2 separate regions of the Gossypium hirsutum genome follow, and region 2 is linked to region 1. Evidence: chromatin contacts called from public Hi-C data. All regions are on one chromosome and are shown on one strand. The core of a region is the stretch at or near the end of the contact, and the rest is flanking DNA. Distances in the headings are between cores, read along the strand shown. Region 1 overlaps LOC121223324 (putative lysine-specific demethylase JMJ16). Region 2 holds the start of LOC107926832 (phosphoenolpyruvate carboxylase kinase 1).

Region 1 (3,588 bases), core at 385-2,884:
AGAGCAAGAAAGTAGTTTATGTATGCTATGTATCTTAATGATATTTGATTGTTAGGCAGAATTGACTGAATCTTGCCATCTGATCTATAGGAAACAAATCACTCCTCTTGTTCTCCAGCAGACTTAATTGTTTTAGATAATAGTATAACTTTCTAAACAAATACCATTTGGAGTGCTTGCTGTCATCTTTTCATCTGATGAATTTTAACTTCTATTTCAAAAGTTATTTTCCAACTTAGTTTTGATTTTATCTTTGGTTAGAGCAAAATGGGCAAATAATGGCCTGAAATGTATTGTTCTTTAAGCATGCATGGCCTTAAATGTTGATTTGGTTTCAGGTATCTGTGGAGCACTGTCCCAGTGAAGTATTTGTTCATGTTTCAGCTGCCAGATGCTGGGAGATGGTGAGGGAGAAAGTGAATCAAGAGATAACGAAACAACATAGACTAGGAAGGACCAACCTCCCTCCATTGCAGCCTCCCGGCAGCCTTGATGGCTTTGAGATGTTTGGTTTTTCTTCACCAGAAATTGTGCAGGTAAATTAGTTTTTACATTATGATATGAAAAATGTTGGTCAACTAGTTTATTTGAACTGTTTCTCCCCTCTCCCTTTTTGTATTGACTATTCTTAATGGCTTAACGGTTTGATTTCATGGTAAATGCTTAACTCTGACATTTGAAGTAAAAACTCATTTCTCGTATGGTTTAAACATAAACCAGGCCGTTGAGGCAATGGATCGCAATCGAGTTTGTATGGAGTATTGGGACTCTCGGCCTTACTCTCGGCTTCAAGTGCAGTTCCTACAACATTCTCATACCCCTGGTAATGGTGGCAACTTTCTTAGAACATCTGGGGAACAAAATAATGCAGGGGCTCCTCAGAACAAATGCCTGCCCGGTGAAGTCGACACACTACTAGGTTTATTCAAGAAGGCAAGCTCTGAAGAATTAAGCTCACTTTGTAGCATATTAAGTGACAAAAGGTCTCCCAAGGATGTAGACCGTGTGGCTCAACTACTTAAGGAGGAGATTCGCAGTCGTCGACCTACATGATTGAAATTTTTTTTTTTTGGTGATTCGGATTCAAAATCCGAGTCCATATATCCCACATTTTTCGTCACTGTAATTCTGTAAATATCGATATCCTGCCTTCACACTGCACGTACAGCCTCCATTCAATCCACCATTCTTTCAGGTAGAAGAAGAGTGATAAGAGTAGGTTATTTTCCGGTGGGATTTTTGCATACTGACTGATTTTTGTAGCATAAGAAAGAAAAATGCCTTCTGAAAGTTCAACTGGTTGATTTTCGAAACCACCTAATGTCATGTTGGCCTCCAATCTTCAGCGGCTACCACAGTGCAATTCTGCATTTTCGCTTAAAACCACTTTAATTTCACTTATTTCATTAAAAAAAAGGTTGAATATGGGCCAAAGGATCAGCAGTCTGGATTCAGTTCTGACATAAGGTAAAAACATAATTATTGTATTTCTCGCTAAAGTTATTTTAGTTTTACATTAGATCATGTCTACCTCTTTTTCAAAACCAATCTGCAGCATGTGTCACGGTCTGCCTGAGTAAGGCCATTCTTGGTGCTACAAGTCCGGAATGGTGTGCGTGCAAGAATGAGTTAAGGGGCTGCCGAAATGTTCCGGGATACTCCAGAAGTGTTGACCTAGTCAATTGAGGTGAGAGGCTAAGTTGCACGAGGATCAAACACCTTACCAAATCCTGTTCTTTTGTTTCTCTCACTTCTCTTTTCTTGTATTCTTTCGTTCTTTCTCTGTTTCAACTCTTTGCCATTGTAGTGTCTTTCTGACCGATTCTTCTATAGAAATCACAGACTACCGATGCAAATAGACTGTAATATCCCAAATTTTCAATACAACATTTGGTATCGTTGAAAATAAGTTTAACTAAAAGAGAGACCGAGGAATTAATTTCATATTCGAGATGGAAAGAGTTGCAATTTTATCAAATTGAGAAAATGTGAATTAATAATGATTATTTGACATGGGAACGATGTGGAATATGTAGTGATATGATGAGGATCACATTTGAACTAAATTGGATAAGATTTAAAAGTATAAGGATCAAACAATAATTTTTCCATGAAGAGAAAATAAGTTTAATTTTTATCATTGTGGACTTATGCTAAAGAATAATTATGATTTATGAAGTTTGGATATATTATGTCTTAAGTTTAATGTGAAGAAAGTGTAATAAGTGATAAAAAACGGTTGAAGTGTAAAATTTTCGTATAAGGGTATTTTAGTTATTTCACAAGAAATTTTTGTTAGTAATATTTTAAGTGGAGATTCTATATGGTTCGGATTAAATTTGTGCCATTGGATGTGTTGATAACATGGTGAGTAAATGTGGATTACACAAATTTTATTTGGACTTTGACCAACTTTGACTTGGATTACTTTTAAGGTAAAAAAAAAAAATCCTTTCGCCTCTACAAGTTGACCTCCTCTCTTGTGCAATGGAAAATTTCCCTCTTCTTTTTCTTGCTTTTTCTCAAAATCAAGTTAATTTCCAACACCCAAATTTTGATTTCTGGTTAAAGTCACTTAGAAAATCACTTCCTAGACTCATTTCCACCATATCTTTTTCATCCAAGCTCAAGGTTTCATGAGTTTAATGAGAGAAAACTAAAAGTAGTGAAAGGAAACTTCAAATAAGATAAGAAATTATGTTTCTATCATTCCTACTTTCTACATTTGGGATTTTTGTTGTGAGAAAACTAATAAGCTTGGGTATTGATATTTTGTTGTATTTTTTATTTTTTGAGAAAAAAAATCCATAAATAGGAAGATAATGCATTTCAATGCATTTGAACCCATGTCCTCCTACATTGGTAACAATGTCCATGCCAATCGAGCTAAGAATCAATTAACACTAACTTTATCTTTAATATCATAAATTTGTGTTTGGATAAATTGTGAAATGAGTGATTAAAAGTATTATGTGTGCTAATATATGATTAAGTAAGTCTTGATATGTTAAGAAAAAATGAAAGAAATTAATAATATTAATGAAATTTATCTCTTTTTTTTTTTGAAAGGTGGTGAGTTTTATCTTGAAACTTATAAAAATGAAATTGTGATATATTTTGAGAATTTAAGCGTTATAACATAATTCTTGCTTTGAATAAAAATATATGTTAATATGTTATAAAAAGGTAAATAGTGATAATGTGAAATTGAAACTAGGCTAAGAGAAAGTGTGATGTGATAGGGCAAATATTAATATGAGATATGAAATTAATAAGGTAATGAGATTGCTTAATAAGCATTGGTATCCAAAGTTATAAGAGATAATTGTCTAATAAAGTGTGTTATGGTGACATTGTCACCTAATGATCAAATGAGAATGTGAATTAAGAAATAAGAATAACTTGGGTCATATGTAAAATGAGATAATTTGTTTAAACACATGAAGCCATATATGATGATATAGGTCACTTTGGTGACAATGTGATAATGTGGATGAGTATGAGTGATATTTAGGTGCCAACAAACATCAAAATGTGATGTGTGTGAAATATAAGCTCTGTTGGATGATTTGGAAACCATGAAAACAT
Region 2 (3,236 bases), core at 246-2,745, 150 kb after region 1:
TTCTATTCTGCTCTGTTACGTTCTGCTCTATCATGTTCTGGCTGCGTTGTGTTGTTCTGTTATATTACACTTACTATTAAGTTCGATGTGTTTACTCTGATTTATATACTATGTTTTGTTAACTATAGTTGACGTTGGTTATACATTGGGCTTTATAGCTCACATTTTGGTTTTATCTTTGTATGTTCAGGTAAGTCTCTGACTTAAGACCGGACGACAGGTGGGAGCTCGGATTGTTTTGCAATAATGTAAAAGTGATTTTAATCTTTTGGGTTTGTAGTCTATTTTTGAACTCGTCTTGGTTTTTGCTAAATTCGTTAGTAGTTGATGATTTTTAACGTGAAACTATAAAACCACTCAAGTCGAATTTTTTTTTCAATTTTCAATGTTAAACTCTAAAAATATTTTCTACCACGAATCAAGTAAAGTTTTGAATGTTTTCTGGGTAATTGTTGAAATCAGTTTTCAATACATTGGTGTAACTCGTCCAGATTCAGCTTAAACTTCTAGCCCAAGTTTTGAGTGTTACATTAAAATAAATAGCAAAAACTTCTAAAAGTACGAATCGAACCTCTGACCTCAAGCATAGACACAGAGCACATAGTCACAGATACATAGATTTAACTAAGCTAGTATTTCTTAGTCAAACATTCAAATTTTGGGGCGTTATAGTTTAAGTCAGATGCAATGAAAAGAGAACTGTGTTTGTGGATTTTACAGTATCTTCTCTTTTTCTTCTTCTTCTTTTTCTGTTGCTACTGCTATTAGGGTTTTTTTTAATTTCTTCTTAAATTGGGTGGGTTTTCATCGTGGACATATCCAATACGGCCAGTTAACTGGCCGTGTCAGCTAGTTAACTGGCCACGTCAATTGTCCTGTTAGGTTTGTAACAGAAAATGTTAGTGGGTGACTGGTTTGTCACTTTTCGATAACGTTTGTGAACGATTATCATTTTTCGAAAGTTGAGTCATTGAATTGAAACCAGAGTGACTGTTTTGTCAGTTACATAAAAGTTGAGTGACTGTTGGTGTAATTTACCCTTTTTTTTAATATCAATCTCATTATAGATTCTTATCATATCTATTATTTTTGATACAATGCCTAAAACTATCCATCCTCCCTCCTCAATCCTTAAATAGGAGTATAATGCGCTTTAGCACACTCAAACCTACGTCCTCCTACGCTGGCAATAATACCGATATCAATCGAGTTAAAACTCAATCGATAAAAAAAAACCAAAATATTAAAAATAAGAAATTCTTAAAATAAATAATTGTTTCTAGATTCTGTTAAAATAGTTTTTGCTTCACTCCCCCTTCTACCAATAAAATAGTTGTCTTATAGAATATTTAAACAAAATTCAAACATATGCCTGTTAAAAACCAAATATTTGGTCTTTCTCTTCACAAAGTCAAGTTGTATTTCCCCCCTTTTTATAGCTTATTTTTTGGGGTTCAAGTATAAAATTTTAGAATTATATGTTATAAAATACAATATTTTTAGGGGAATTGCTATTCAGTCCTTAAACAAACGTGTTGTGTCTTAACTGCTTTTCCTCCTAACCCACCGAATATTCCTCTCTTCTATTCCGTTCCTTTCTCTCTATAAATCCCCCCGTCCCCCTTCTTAACTCCCTAAACCAAATCAAGAAAAAGAAAAGAAAAGAAAAGTCCCCCCTTAAAAATCGACCAAAACAGAAAACCCAGATCATAAAAAGCTCCCTAAAATGTTGAGTGAAACATTGAAGAACAAGTACCAATTATGTGAAGAGATCGGAAGAGGGCGGTTTGGGGTTATCTCTCGAGTGTTTTGCCCTTCAACCCAATCCTCCTTCGCCTGTAAATCCATCGACAAACGCCTCCTTTCCGACCCCACCGATCGAGAATGTCTGGAGAACGAACCCAAAATCATGACCCTTTTGTCTCCTCACTCCAACATCGTTCAAATCTACGACATGTTTGAATCCGATGATACCCTTCAACTCATCATCGATCTCTGCCAGCCTTTTACCCTCTACGACAAGATTCTGGAACCCGATATGTCTGAACCTAAAGCCGCGGCTTACATGCAACAGCTTATGTTGGGTTTGGCTCATTGTCACAGGTTTGGGATCGTTCATAGAGATATTAAACCTGATAACATTTTTTTCGACTTCAGAGGTAATTTGAAGATTGGGGATTTCGGGTCTTCCACATGGTTAGGGGAAGTTGGGACCGCCGATGGGTTGGTGGGTACGCCTTATTATGTAGCGCCGGAAGTTGTGATGGGTAGGGCTTACAATGAGAAGGCTGATGTGTGGAGTGCGGGTGTGGTTTTGTACGTTATGTTAGCCGGTGTTCCACCGTTTTACGGTGAAACGGCGGAGGAGATTTTCGAGGCTGTTCTGAGAGGGAATTTAAGGTTTCCATCTAGGATTTTCAGGTCAGTCTCTGCTGAGGTTAAGGACTTGTTGAGGAAGATGATTTGCAGAGATGTTTCCAGGAGATGGTCTGCTGAACAAGTCCTGAGTAAGTTCTTTTATTTTCTCTCTTCATTTTAATCTCTTTGTTTGGGGCTTTTTACATATTGAAATCAATTGGCAATTTGGGTTGATCTTGGTTTATTGAAATTTGCTTGTTATGAAATGCAGGGCACCCATGGATCTTGAATGGAGGGGAAACAATTTCAATGGACTGATTTAATCAAAGCATTGGAAAGAGCATAAATAAGAGCTTATTAGGAACACCCCCTCCCCCTCGCCTCCTTCCCCTTCCCCTCCCCCTCCCCCCCCCAAAAAAAAAAAGAAAAAGAAAAAGAAGAGAGCTTATCAATGTAAATATTAGGCACTGTCTGCATATCAAGAATCCCCATAAGAAGGGTCCCCCAAGTAATCATCTCTACAAAGCAAAAGTCAAAATCAAGCAAAGCTTCCCGTTTTGCAAGGCCATGGAAGTTATACACAAGAGAGCAGAGTTTCATCACATGGGGGGGTCCAAACCAACCACCATAATCAACCTACCAGTCTTTATTAATATCTTTTTTGGTTTTTTGTTTTTGTTTTTGGTTAATGTTTTTAAGAACTAAGCATATAGAGTGTACATAGATAAAAACAGTAAGTTGAGACTCGACCTCCTGTACTTGTGTTTTTTTATTAATGAAAGTACGAAGGAAGTGAGAAAAGCCTCTTCTTTTCATATATTAATATACATAAAAATAAGGGTATCTCTTTAACTTTTTCATTTATCTTTCATTTTTGG

Evidence for each region. Hi-C and Micro-C count contacts between places; a contact is called where the count stands out from the background.
Region 2: a Hi-C map of leaf shows a contact between it and region 1, with 4 times the contacts expected there. The contact joins the promoter of LOC107926832 here to the enhancer-like site in region 1. A contact is called at or near these places in 4 of 34 Hi-C or Micro-C datasets (all in leaf).

What each region holds. Positions count from the first base shown.
Region 1 is chrD11:57,239,832-57,243,419 of Gossypium_hirsutum_v2.1, forward strand. LOC121223324 (putative lysine-specific demethylase JMJ16) reads left to right here. Exons shown (of 13, transcript XM_041104562.1): 12 at 339-536; 13 at 721-1,290. The coding sequence ends at 1,053. Among protein-coding and RNA genes, the nearest start is that of LOC121223324, 10 kb to the left of the region's middle. Within about 2 kb of position 1,635, at least 3 of the 9 cell types and tissues checked have an H3K27ac peak or open chromatin away from gene starts, as enhancers often do. A contact at or near this core is called in leaf, where this site is marked.
Region 2 is chrD11:57,394,632-57,397,867 of Gossypium_hirsutum_v2.1, forward strand. It overlaps LOC107926832 (phosphoenolpyruvate carboxylase kinase 1), which reads left to right and starts at 1,496. Exons shown (of 2, transcript XM_016857766.2): 1 at 1,496-2,507; 2 at 2,630-3,175. The coding sequence starts at 1,727. The coding sequence ends at 2,676.